Regions from separate parts of the Rattus norvegicus genome. Here all the other regions are linked to region 2. The links are chromatin contacts, called in public Hi-C maps. All regions are on one chromosome and are shown on one strand. The core of a region is the stretch at or near the end of the contact, and the rest is flanking DNA. Distances in the headings are between cores, read along the strand shown.

Region 1 (4,305 bases), core at 372-2,871, 380 kb after region 2:
CCTCCTAACAGCAGATGCAGAGCGCAGCAAGGAAGAAACGAGCCAGAAGAGTGAAATGCAAGCACAAAAGCACAGCGTGCCAAGAGAGAAGGGGGTAATTGTAGCCTAGAGATCAGTGGCAGCAACAGAGCAGACTGGGGGAAGTTCACATGACAGAGAGAGGTACTATAATTAGGGAGATGGGTAACTGTGACGGGACTCAGAGGGTTGCTGACAGTCACATAGACGATATAGTAAGTGGGACCAGGGAGTAAGGAAACCTACACCCATCCTACGGAAATCTACCAACACTGGATGAAGAGAAAGAACTCAACTGTCTAAAGGAGGGTCGCTGGCTAAACCTTTACATTTTCATAACAGAGAAAAGCACAGAGGATAAGCTGGATAGCTAGTTGCCTTCAGTCTAAGAATAGAATTTCTGTAATTAGCGGAAATAAGGTAATTGTTTAATAAAGTTTATTTTTGGCTCATCAATAGCGGAGTAATTTATCTCCAAAGCCTCAATTAAAAGAAGAAAAGCCAGTTACTAACTGAAGTAAAATTCCAGAAAGCGTCATGTCACTACAGTAATAGCCTGTCAGAGAGCGACACATGCACGATGCTGAGCAGTAGAATGGAAGGCTACCCGTGCAATTATTTCTTTTTTAGCTTTTTACTTAGAGTCATAGCCTAAGTGTGTGTGTGTGTGTGTGTGTGTGTGTGTGTGTGTGTGTGTGTGTACACTCGCTGTTTATACACTGGGTAGCTTTTGCAGTATTTATTTCTTTAAATATTTAACAGTCTGGAAAGGCAGTGACAGGAATAATATGTAGTGTCTCTAGCATGTTGCAAGGGCTTAATAAATGCTAGAATAATAAATTCCTCTATGATGAAAAACAGCAGTCAGTAAAACTATCACAGCCCACAATATTTTAAAGACACAGCAACATAAAAAAATCATAAAATACAAACGGTGCCTTGATTAAGCCCTGGAAAGAAAGGAACATTTGTATTCATTAAAAAAAAAAATCAGCCTAGGTAATTCCCTTTTAAATTCCCCAGGGGGTTGAAAGAAGGGACAGAGATGTGAATAAGGGATTAAAAGTAACTTTTCACTTTTCTTTTCCCTTTTTCCTTTCCTCCTTCTCTCTCTCTCCTTTCTTTCCTCCCTTCGTTCTTTCTCTTGGTACACCCCGTGAAATGGTGGGGAGCTCTTGGGGTTCTTCGATTATCCCACCCACCCCCACCCATGGGCAGATTCTTTCTCCTTTCAAGCCCCCCCTCAAAGGCTTGGCTTTGAAAGCAGACACCCCCAGATCAGGGCGCGCAGCACCCTGAGCTGGGGGCGGGGAGGGGCAAGACGCCTGGCTTCCAAGCAGGCGGGGCCAGGAGCCCCGGGCACGCGGCTGAGGACGAAGACCCCGCGCTCCAACTTTCCACAGGAAGTGAGGAGAAAAACAGAGCTGCCCCTTTAAGGGCTTCCCTTCCCCTTTACTCTATGTTTACATAACACGGGGCGCTCGCGGGCCGCGGGGGCTGGCGGGCGGGGGCCGCGGGAGCGCGGAGGCGCGGGCGGCGGCGCGGCCGTCCCACCTGCCCGGCCCGCTCAGCCCCCCGGCGGCGCGCGCTCCTCCTCCCGCGGGGCTCCGGTCGCCGCTCGCATTCCTAGTCCGGTCCCGCTCGCAGCGGCGGAAGAGCGTGTAGCTCCGGGGAAGCCGGCGGGCGACGCTCGCAGCCACGACGGAGCAGCCGCGGGACTGGCCGCCCCGCGCCCCGTTCGCCGCCGTGCCGTTTCCCGGCGCGCTCACCCCGTTCTCGGGATGGGAGTGTAGCGGCGGCGCGGACTCGGCGGGGATCGCGGCGGAGGCGGCTGCGGCGGCGGCCGAGCACGGCTCCATGTTTTCACCCGGCCAGGAGGAACCCAGCTCCCCCAACAAGGAGCCGGTGAAATACGGGGAGCTGGTGGTCCTGGGGTGAGTTGAGGACGCGGGCGGCGGGGCGTCGCGGAGGGATGCGCTCCTGAGGGCCCGGGTCCCCGGGGCGCTCGTTGCTGCGGCCCGGAGGGCGCTCCTGCACCGCGCGGGGTCGCTCGGTGCAGCCGGGAGCCCGTGGCCGCTGGGGACTTCTCGTTCCTGAGGACCGCGAACGCGGAGCCCTGTCCCCGGAGCCCAGAGCCCAGTCCGCGGGGGTTAAGCATTGTTCCAGTCTGTGACCCGGGCGGCCGGCTGGCCTCCGCTTCTTTGGCGCCGGGAGTGAGATCGGCCAAGGGCCTGGACCTGGTCCTGGTTTTCCCGGGTCCTCTCAACAACGTTTCCCGGATCCCCCGGGTGTCCATACCTCTTGGGTCTCCGTACCCCTTGATCCCCTTACCCCTGGGGTCCCTGCACCCCTCGAGCCTCGGCCTTGCCGATGCCCCCGCCAGCGGCGGGGAGCTCGCCACCCTGCCCGCCTTGGCTTCCACTCCGCTGGTAAAAATCACATTGTGAAGATAGTAATTATCCACAATCGTTAAACGGCAGCAATTAAGAGACTTCATCTACTTCCCGAGTTTCCTTGTGACATTTCTATTGTTTACCCTTAATAAACCCGGAGGGAGGCTTCGCAGGATTAAAGCAGGTTAAAGTGGGCAATGAAAAGGGTGTGGGTGGGGGAGGCGGAAAGTGCAGGAAACTCGGCGCTGGAGCAACTTGGGTTTAGTGCTGCAGGGGAAGGATTGTTTTCCCTTTGGATGTGCCGCTCTGGGGAACCCGCGCTTTTGTCCTCTGTTGAAAGATCTGTATTCAGACCCACACGGGTGCTGATGGGTGGACTTAGAGACACGCGAGGAAGCGACCCCCCCTCCCCCACCAGCAGAGACTCAGGGAACTCTGAGAAACGTGTTTTGATTACTACCTCGAAGTAAGTGCCGACTTAAAAAAAAATTTTTTTTAAAGACTTAAGCTCGTCGTCTAAAGTTTCCTAGCCTTCCTCATTTTGTTGCTAGCATTTCTGCGGGGGGGTAGCACTGGAAACACCGTTGCTTATTTGGAAGCTCAGCAGTCGAACGCCTTCCGCACCTGCATGGGAATTGCTTGCGCTTAGGAGACAGATGTCAGAGTTCGCTGGGAAGAGGAGGGGATAAGAGGGGAGTGGGGGCGGGGGGGAGCCACAGTTTAGTCTGTCTTATGTAACTTCAGCCCAGCCAGATTTTGTGGAGTTTGGTTTTGTTTATGTGGCTGGCTTCAGACTATGCTTAACACTGTGGATTTGACACAGAAGATTATGCCAGAGCCATTTCATTATTTCCTTTTGAGGCAATCTTCTGGGGTGTTTCAGAGCTGTGTAGAGTAAGCTCGGAGAGAGGTTTGTGCTCATAACTAAAAGCGTAGGACACTCCCAATGCCAGGAAAAGAGTTTGTATCCCGGACTGTTGTAATTTAGTGTCTGTGTAACCACATTACCTGTAACACCTGCTCCGTCCTTTACGAATGCTTTTCCTGGATCCGCGATGGCTTAGTGGTTTCTTACCGAGTAGTTGGGAGGCCGGCAGGGCAGTTATCCGCGCACCTACCACATGCCAACACTGTTTGGACATTGGGTATCATCCAGTGGCGGACAGAGAGAGAAACCCGAAAGTGGCTAATGATGTCTGTGTTGTCCCCAACTGAAGTTAGTTAACAGTGAGGCACTGCCGTTGTGGGGGCGGGGTGGGGGGGGGATGCTGCTTCTTGCCAGCTTTAGGAAGGTCTTTAAGGAAGAAAAAATGGGAGCAGCAGATGCTGGTCTGGCTTGTGTATGCCTGAATTGTGGCCGCGGCCCCCTCCCCCTCTTTCTTTCAGATTTCAGACTCTGGCCACATTGGGCACGCTAAAGAGGACCTGAAAAGTAGTGAACTAGTTAGATTTTCACCAAGTCTCACCCAGTTCTGCCCACTGGACTTGAGAGAATGCCTTCTGGACCTTTAAAATAACAAGTGCATTTCAATGAAAAAGAAAAAAAGCCATTACTTTGCATGCCCGGTCCTTTGGGGTATACATATTGGTGAGCAGAGACTGTCTAGGAAATTTTCTTGGTGAAATTATTCTTGGGGCTAAAGATGCTCACAGCATCTGATGATGTTAGCCTATTTTGTTTACTTGGAAAGTACAGTGACTTTATTTTAACTGTAGAGTGATTGTCCTTTTCTCTGTGTTCTGAATCACATGGTAAAATGTTACCTAGGACATTCCGAGAGCAAACCGTCAAGTTGGTTCAGACCTAGATCTGCGTATGTGTGATTCTTGTTATAGGTTGAACAGCAGGGGAGAATGCCATGTAGGATTTTAGTGGGGTCATCACTTTCTGTTC
Region 2 (4,078 bases), core at 108-2,607:
AGCTTACAGCATTCTTCTGTTTTCTTTGTCCTAAGTCTTCCACATTTCTCCCCCAAAAGAGTATGGTTGGGCCTCTCGAGGCAACAGCTCACCCTGGTACCAACTTCTGTCTTAATTACTTATCTATTGGACATCTTAACCAAAGAAACTTATAAAAGAAAGCATTGATTTGGGTCCCACAATTGCAGAAGGTTCATAAACATCATGGTAGAGAACACAGCAGCAGCCACATAGGTCACTAGAGCAGTAGTAGCTGAGGGCTCACATCTTAGTTGACAAGCACAAAGTGGGGAGGGAAAGAGAGGGATGGAGGAAGGGAGGGAGAAAGAGAGAGGGGGGAGAGGAGAATGAGCTATCCTCTCTCAAAGGCCAGACCTCCTAATCTAATAAATATTTCTTTTAGAACTCCTTTCCAAAGACGACCCCATGCAGCCATTCTCATTCAAACCACTAACCAGCCTAGGAGAGTGATCAGGTTCAGATTGAGAGGAGCTGGAGAGCTGGCCCTGGTTCAGAGCGCTGGCTGCTCTTCCAGATGACTGGGATTCAAGTCCCAGCACCCACACTCTTGCTAACTGTAACTCAGTGTTCTTTTCTGGCTTTCAAGGACACCAGGCACTCACATGGTGTAGATACACACATACAGGCAAAACACCCATGCATATAAAATAATACCACACATACACACACACACACACACACACACACACACACACACACACACACACACAAAGGTGGAGACTGACTAACAAGGGACAGACATCTGAAGTTCACCCCTGGCTTCCACGTGCGCGTGCACACACACACACACACACACACACACACACACCTCTGCACACACTAAAAGTAGCAAGTACACACTCCACACAATGAACATATATAAACAAACATTGTGAAGTATTGCTTGTAACTTAAAATTAAAAACATGAGTGTGTGTGTGTGAGAGACAGAGAGAGAGAGAGAGAGAGAGAGAGAGAGAGAATGAGAATGTATGTATACCATAGTCCTTAGAGGCCAGAAGAGGACGCAGATCCCTTGGAATTGGAGCAGCCATTTGATGTGGGTGGTGGGAACCAAACTTGGGTCCTCTGTAAAGTAGAAAGTCCCCTTAATGATTGAACTATCTCTCCAGCCCCATGCTTGTGATTTTTGTCTTGTAACCCGATCACGCAGTTCTCAGGTATAAATTTCTAGATGATGTTGACTTTTAATGTGAAAAGGCTGAAGAAGCCTGAGTCTAAAGCAGTACCAGAATGAGCTGAGTGGCTGGGAGAGTGTGTGCTGTTTCCCAGAGCTGTCTAGATGCGCAAGGTTACCTGCAGACGCACATGGACAGAGGGACCCCACACCACAGAAACAAAAGAAAGTCTTCCCACCACCACCACAATCATGAGCAGGGTCACCATTGCCATCCATCATGGGGTCCCTTAACTTCCAGCTCCTCTCACACATTCACCAGTTCTGTCACTAGGGGGAGGTAACAGACAATGCATATAAGCAAATTTAAAGGCTGTATTTCTCTTGAAAGGATGCTTGAGAATTTAACATAGGTAAGGAGAGGCTTGTTTTCAGGGCTGGCAAGTGCTTGGACACACACACACACACACACACACACACACACACACACACACACACACACACACCCCTCCCTTCCTCTGTCACTTTTGCTCACCAAGCAGCCTTTTTCTTTATTCTGTGATTTCCCCTTTCTCCATGGAACTCTACCTGTGGCCATTTCTCTTTTCCTTGTGGGTGCCTCGCTCTCTCTACTCCATTCCATTCCCATCTGAGCCTGCAACATTGTTGCCAAGTCCCATGTGGTGACTCAAAGGGGAGGGGTCTCTGGACCTCTTGGCTGGTTTGGACACTTTGTGTACTGCTCTGAGTATTTCTAGGTCATTTCACCCCCCGTTTTTCTTTCCGTGGTGATTTCCCCCTCCCCCCTTCTCTTTCCATTATTCTAGAATTCCACATCTGTCTTCATTTCCATTCTGCACGGTGGAAAGAATGCCCGGCTGTGTTCCAGGCCTGTGATAACTACCCAGTCAGTGGCTACTTAGCTCTGAGTCAGGATTGATCATAGCTGCAGGGTTCTCCATCCCCCCTGCAGGTAAAACACTGTTTGTTTCCTAGCACCAGGCCGGCTCTTGTCTCTCTTGTTCTTGGGGTTGGCCACAGTCTGTTTCCTCCACGCTTCAAGGTTTTTCCCAGGCCAGTCCCAAAGGTCTTCTGTGAGTAAACTCTCACTGTGGGGACTGCTCTGCTCCCCCAGGAGCAAGTGACCTCTCCCACCCCAGCCTCTGTGGAACTTACAGCCTTGTGGCTCTTCTAGTCTATCAGAACACGGTCGACCCGATTCTGTAGACAGACATGCGCACCAGGAGTGTGTTCCCTACCGTGCTAAATGTGAGAAGCCTGAGACTTGGGTAGGCATGCTTAGGTCTAGCCTGTTTTTGGATTGTAGATGGCCTGCTTTTTGTACCCATGAAGACGGATTTCCCAGTCCATTTCTCACCATGTGGTAAAAAGAGAGAACACTCACCCCTTTCCCAGGGTACTAATCCCACACTGACCAGGGCTCAACTTCCATGACCAACTCACATCCCACGGCCCACACTTCCTCTTTTGCTTTGCTTTTAATTTGTTTTGCTTTGTTATTGGACATAGGTTCTTTCTATGTAGTCCTGGCTGTCCTGGAACTTGCTGTGTGGATCAGGTTTGCTTCAGACTCACGGAGTTCTATTTCCTTTCTCCTCCCAAGTCCTGGGATTAGAGGTGTGTGCCACCATACCCAGCCCAAAGCAGACATTTCTCAACACATCACATTGGGGTAGGGGTAGAATTTGGGGGTCACTGACATCTAGTCCACAACAGGCTGTTCTGCCCAAGGGAAGAGTGGCTTTTTAAAAAAGTTTGGTTTTGTTTATGAAGTGGCTCAGCCTTGCCTGAGCTCCTCAGAACTGTAGAGCTTCCTCTCAGTTGCCCCTCTTACCTCAGGGCTAGCATAAGTAGGCTTGCATGGTGGCCCCAGATTTTTATCTTGAAAACCCCTGCTTCTCCCCAAACAACTGTTCTAGTTAGGTTTATATGTCTATTTTACACAGTCTAGAGTCACCTAAGAGGAACATCTCTAGTTTTAAGTCAGCTTGACATAGCTACATCTGAAAGGAGGGAACCTCAGTTGAGAACATACCCTCTACGAGATCCAGCCGTAGGGCAATTTCTTAATTAGTAATTGATTCTGGGAAGGCCCAGTCCACTGTGGGTGGTGCCATCCTTAGGCTGGAGGTCCTGGGTTCTATAAGAAAGAAGACTGTGCAAACCATGGGGAACAAGCCAGTAAGCAGCACCCCTCTATGGCCTCTGCATCAGTTCCTACCTCCCGGTTTCAATCCTGCTTGAGTTCCTGTCTTGGCTTCCTTCAGTCACAGACTCTGGTGCGAGACATGTTAAGCCAAATAAATCCTTTCCTCCCCAACTTGCTTTTGGTCATAGTGTTTCATTATAGCAGTAGTAACCCATGGGCAGCCTCATTTGCGTCTGTGTTAGAGCAAACAACACAAGACAATGAGAGAAAGCAACAGAGGACTGGCCAAGTGCAGGGCCTCTCAGCTTCCTCGAGCTACCCTTGGAAGGGAGAGGCACAGTCTTTGTTATAGCTGGGAAGGGTTGACTTATTTTTAACTTCCTCTGGATTCTGAACACTTACTATTTACAAAGCACAGACTTTCCTTTCTTTGCTCGTCCCAGCTTTCTACTCATTGCCAAAGTCCATCTAGCACAGGGCGAGGGAGGGGTGTTCCATGGGAGGTTCTATGAATGCCCTGTGGATAGCGATGGTGCCTTGGTGCACACTATTATTCTTTGGGTTCCCACCCTTGATGTACCTGAAGGAGTCGAAGGCTGACTTCATTACTAGTAGAACCAGAAGGAATGGACAGCTACATAAGGCATAGCTTTCCTGTGAGTACAAACTCGTACTTTGATGTTGAAGATATTTTAGAGGAAAGATCATGTGGTCGGAGAGTTAAGTTCCAGGTTTGATGATACTGATAGAAATCACAGGTAAGTCTGAGTG
Region 3 (4,653 bases), core at 215-2,714, 270 kb after region 2:
AACAAGACCACACCCACTCCAACAAGGCCACACCTCCTCCAACAAGTCCACACCCACTCCAACAAGACCACACTTCCTCCAACAAGACCACACCCACTCCAACAAGGCCACACCTACTCCAACAAGGCCACACCTCCTAATAGTGCCACTTCACACGGGCCACCACAGGGGAGGAGGGGCCTTAGCAAGCGCCAGGAGCACAGTCATTTCCCAAATGTTCAATGGCGGTGGTGACAACTACTAAGTACAAGTGTGACCACTGTTCACCAAGAGAAGCGTAGATACTGGAGAGAATCCAAGGCCCAAAGCACATCTCTAACCTTGGCAGTGAGAGTGGGAGCGTGGAGGCATGAGTTTCCGGTTTTCCCATAGGCATGTATTATAAAAATATATAAATCAGGGCGGGTGTCGTGGCACACATACCTTTAATCCCACCACTTGGGAGGCTGAAGCAGGAGAAGTGTGAGTTTGAGGCCATCCTGGGATACACAAGGTAAGCCTGCCTCAAGCAACAGCTGTCTAATAAAGTAAGCATTGCAGATTTCTAAACGTGGCTTTGTATAAATTGTTAAAGGTATACCGAGAAGAGAGTTGGTAGTCAGTAAAGCGCTTGTCGTGGTCACATAAGTACAGAGACCCAAGTTCATCTTCAGGGTCTATTTTTTAAAAAAGCCAGGTGTGCTAGCAAGACCTTATAATCCCAGTGATGTGGGATTATAGATGTGGGAGTAGACTGATACCTGGGGCTACTGTCCAGCCAGTCCAGCCCACAGTATCCTCCACGACTGCCTCAAGAGGAATCAAAAACTAAAAAGGTGATGGTGCCCAAGGAATGACACTCGAGGTTGTCATCTGGTCTCCGTACACACCTGCACACGTATACAAGGCGCAAGCACACTGAGATTCGCATCCAGTGGCACCATTCCTTGAGATGGCTCAGTAGACCTCTGCTGCACAAAAATGTGTTGTTCTGGAGCCCTTTGAAAATTGCTCTGTCCAGAGTGTGTGCATGGGTCAGCCTGGAGAGCAAAAGGCCCAGTTGTCCTAGTCACGGTGATGGCTGTGGACGGGGTCCTGAGCTTTCTGGCTCTCTCGGGTTGCGGGGTGAGGGTGGCTCTGCTCAGCCCGAAGCCACTTTCAGTGAGGGGGAATCTTTGCCTCTCAATCTGTGACCTGCTTGTTCAAAGCCCTCTCTTCTGCCAAGGAGATAGAAGGCATCTGGCCAATCTCTCTTGATTGCCACATGGTAAGCCTTAGCTCTCACAGCGGTTGCTTGGTCTGGAGTGATCCTGGACATTTGAAAGTGACATTGATATTTCCAACAAGCTGAGAAGACTTCCAGCCAAAGGTAAAAATTTACATTTCAATGGTCAGCAAGTTTTAGCGCATTTAAGAAACTGGCCTGGGCGCTCAGCGCTGTGCACAGGTTTTGTTAATCAATTTGGCAGGAGGCGTTGCATTCCTAGGTTAAGACTGAGAACAAAAAGGACCTGTTTTTCCCTGTGTAATGAATTGCTGAGAAATGACTTGGAAAGCCTCTAGCCAGCGAGCTCAATTCCCTGGGCCATGAATTAGATAAAGGACTTTTTTTTTATGAGCTCACGGAGGGAGACCTCTGAGGATTTATGTGGGTGAGGAGAGAATGTCCATACTGTGCCACCACCTCCTCCCAAGGGCCCACGCACAGTGCAGAAGCCCAGAGACCTCACAGGCCATTGCCAGGGCCAAGTAGAGCCACAGCAGGGATGGACTGGGCAGTATACATTACTAGTTGCTCCCACCTCAGAGCTACAGGGCACACGGAGCCCAGTAGGGCACTGAACCTGCCCTGTGCTGGGAGTCAGAGTTTCTAGGAGAACAGGACAGACTTCCTCACAACCCATCACCATCAAAGACATGTCCCTGTTTCTTCTCCCCAACATTAATTTAACTGGGAAGCCCCGAGCCTTCGGTGCCTCTAGAACTCTGGGATAAATATGGAGGATGTTTGAAGATGCTTTCACAGCAAGATCAGAATCCTTTGCACACACAGAACTCTAAGAATGACAGCTAAGGAACAGTGAAGAAGGCAGCAGACCTGACAGTCCTTTAACCAAGCTGTCCTAAGGATAAGGCTATCTATAGGCATGTGGAACTTTTCAACACAGTGATCTTTCCCCTCTTCCTAAGTGTTCTCTGGTACAAGAGACGTAGCCCATCTTTTTATGAGCAAACTGGATGACTTAGCCTTGATTACCAATGAGGCTGCATGCCTGCTGAGAGCCGTGAATGTCTGGATTGACTGGGCCTCGTGCTTACGGACTGCCTGGGTGTGCGTGTGCCCTTGGATTGTGCTTGGTGAAATGACCTGGCTCCCTCCAACTGCTTAGGCAGGAGGACAACCTGGTTGTGACATCTGTCAGTCCAATGATGGCCAAGACAGTCTGGCAACACCTACCTTGTTCCCCAACCCCCAAATGTTCCCCCCAAAAGACTAGCGTTCTCATGTGACTGGTGGGCCACGAAAAATACAAAGGATTTTCTGTAAACCTAAGCTATCTGGTACGAGGAAGAAATAAGCAAGTAACAGACAAGAGAGAGAAATGCAACAGGCAAGAGTGTTCTGTAGTATTGTCTCAGGTCACCCCAGTACAATAACTAAAAAAGATCAAAATCCTTTTCCTACCTGTGTGGGGATGTCCTTATTCAGATGACAAACATCTCCATCTTTGATATTCTATTATCTACCTGGCCAAAGCATAAAGAAAGCATACACTTAAGAATGCATGCTACTTTCTAAGAGCTAGAAGGGCAGATTAATACCAACAGGAGTTCTGGTAGATGAATCATAGAGGTGTGGCCCCGAAGCTGAGAGCTTAGAATCTTGCAGTCCACTGATTGACATTTGAACTGCCACCAGCCCCTGCCAGCCCCCTTTTCTTCCTTCCCTCCTTCCTTCCCTCCTTCCTCCCTTCCTTCCTTCCTTCCTTCCTTCCTATCCTTTTTATAAATATCTTTAATTAATTTTACATTCCAATCACTGCCCCCCTTCCTAGTGCCCCCTCACAGGTCACCCCCATCACCCCTCCACATAAACAAGAAGAGTGTTTCCTTTCTTCTTTTCATTCTAAGAATTTCCCCTTCACGTCTGATGCCTTTTACGAGAAAACTCAGCCATGTGTTTCTCTGCCATTGCTACCTCAGACACCAATGAGTCAGTAGCTCTACAGCCTTCCCTGGAATCTGGGATTCACCTGGCATCTGCTTTCCCTAGAACGAAGTCAAGGCCAACTGCCCAGTCTTTGCTTACTTGTAACATTATTGTCCTTGTTTCTTTATTTGTGCCCCACCCCACCCCAATTGCCCATAGGTGTGATGTTTTCCTTTAAATGCTAAGTCATTTCTTTGAGGTCTGCAGGGTTCACTTGGATTTTCCCACGGGGACTGGAACTTTCTAGAGTCATTGCTTCAGAGTAGAACCCCTATCCTACATGGGAAACAGATACAGTTTCTTCTTATGCTTTCTGAGTGCTGCAGACTGTTGCTACCCCCATGCCTGGAACACCTGGCCACTGAGTTTGTAGCATGCACCGAGGGATGATGGACCACCTGCCATTTTTGGCCTGTCCGTATTCATGCCATGCCCTGGCCTATTCTCTCAGCATGGCTCACAGGGCTCCCTTGCCTAAATTAGAGCTGAGAGCTAGGAGACACTAAATCTCGTGACAGACAACCTCCATCATCTTTTCCTGCTGTGATATTCCTTCCCAGTGACGATAGCTGCAGGACTGTGGCCTCCCAAGGTGACTTCCTCACTCTGCTCTTCCCCCAGATTTCCCAAACTTTCAAATCCAAGCCATCATCTAAAGCAAAGAGTTCAGCACCCACCCCATTCTCCACTGTCTCTCCCTGCCCAGTCCATTCACTTCGAGGTTGCAACATCAAGAAAGTTTCAGAAGAATAGAGAAAATAAGAAGTAAGTGTGTGTGTGTGTGTGTGTGTGTGTATTTGAGGGGAGAGAGAGAGAGAGAGAGAGAGAGAGAGAGAGAGAGAGAGAGAGAGAGTGTTTGGGGTAGAAGTTAAAAAGAACTCAACCTAGGAGGCGTCAAGTGATATTGAAGGAACCCCATTACTAGTCCTTGCTCTTAACTGGCCCATGGCAGGTATCTTGTACCTTTTCTGGTTAAGAATGTTATGTTATGGTGAACAGGCTTCCTCTGTATTCTATTCTATTCTATTCTATTCTATTCTATTCTATTCTATTCTATTCTATTCTATTCTATTCTATTCTTTATTATTACGTGTGTGTGTGTGTGTGTGTGTGTGTGTGTGTGTGTGTGTGTATGTGTACATGCACTCATACTCTGGGGTAGGAATGTTAACATTAAAAGGAAGGAGGTCAGAAAGTTAAGGACATTTGGTTGTTCTTCCTGCAGACTTGGGTTCAAGTGTCAGGACTCCAGTGGCGACTCACAGCTCTCTGTAGCTCCAGTTCCAGGGGATCAGACACCCTTTCCTGACCTCTCTCATCACCAGGCACATACAAAGTATACATACATGCAGGTAGGCAGAAAGTCACCCATGCATATAAAATAAAAATGAGTCATTGGGTTTTCTGGGAAACTATTTTGCTTACTTTATGTAAAACCTATGCCACCAAGGAGGAACGCCAAA

The links. Hi-C and Micro-C count contacts between places; a contact is called where the count stands out from the background.
Region 1: a Hi-C map of Schwann cells shows a contact between it and region 2, with 9 times the contacts expected there. The contact joins the promoter of Peli2 here to the enhancer-like site in region 2. A contact is called at or near these places in 3 of 12 Hi-C or Micro-C datasets (Schwann cells, frontal cortex and mammary epithelial cells) and 1 of 1 datasets of contacts at active chromatin or transcription factors (oligodendrocytes).
Region 3: a Hi-C map of Schwann cells shows a contact between it and region 2, with 6 times the contacts expected there. The contact joins two enhancer-like sites. A contact is called at or near these places in 2 of 12 Hi-C or Micro-C datasets (Schwann cells and kidney).

What each region holds. Positions count from the first base shown.
Region 1 is chr15:23,871,363-23,875,667 of GRCr8, forward strand. It overlaps Peli2 (pellino E3 ubiquitin protein ligase family member 2), which reads left to right and starts at 1,622. Exons shown (of 6, transcript NM_001107259.1): 1 at 1,622-1,952. The coding sequence starts at 1,876.
Region 2 is chr15:23,494,919-23,498,996 of GRCr8, forward strand. No RefSeq gene overlaps it. Among named protein-coding and RNA genes, the nearest start is that of Ktn1, 100 kb to the left of the region's middle. Within about 2 kb of position 1,358, at least 2 of the 93 cell types and tissues checked have an H3K27ac peak or open chromatin away from gene starts, as enhancers often do. A contact at or near this core is called in Schwann cells, where this site is marked.
Region 3 is chr15:23,767,212-23,771,864 of GRCr8, forward strand. No RefSeq gene overlaps it. Among named protein-coding and RNA genes, the nearest start is that of Peli2, 100 kb to the right of the region's middle. Within about 2 kb of position 1,465, at least 10 of the 93 cell types and tissues checked have an H3K27ac peak or open chromatin away from gene starts, as enhancers often do. A contact at or near this core is called in Schwann cells, where this site is marked.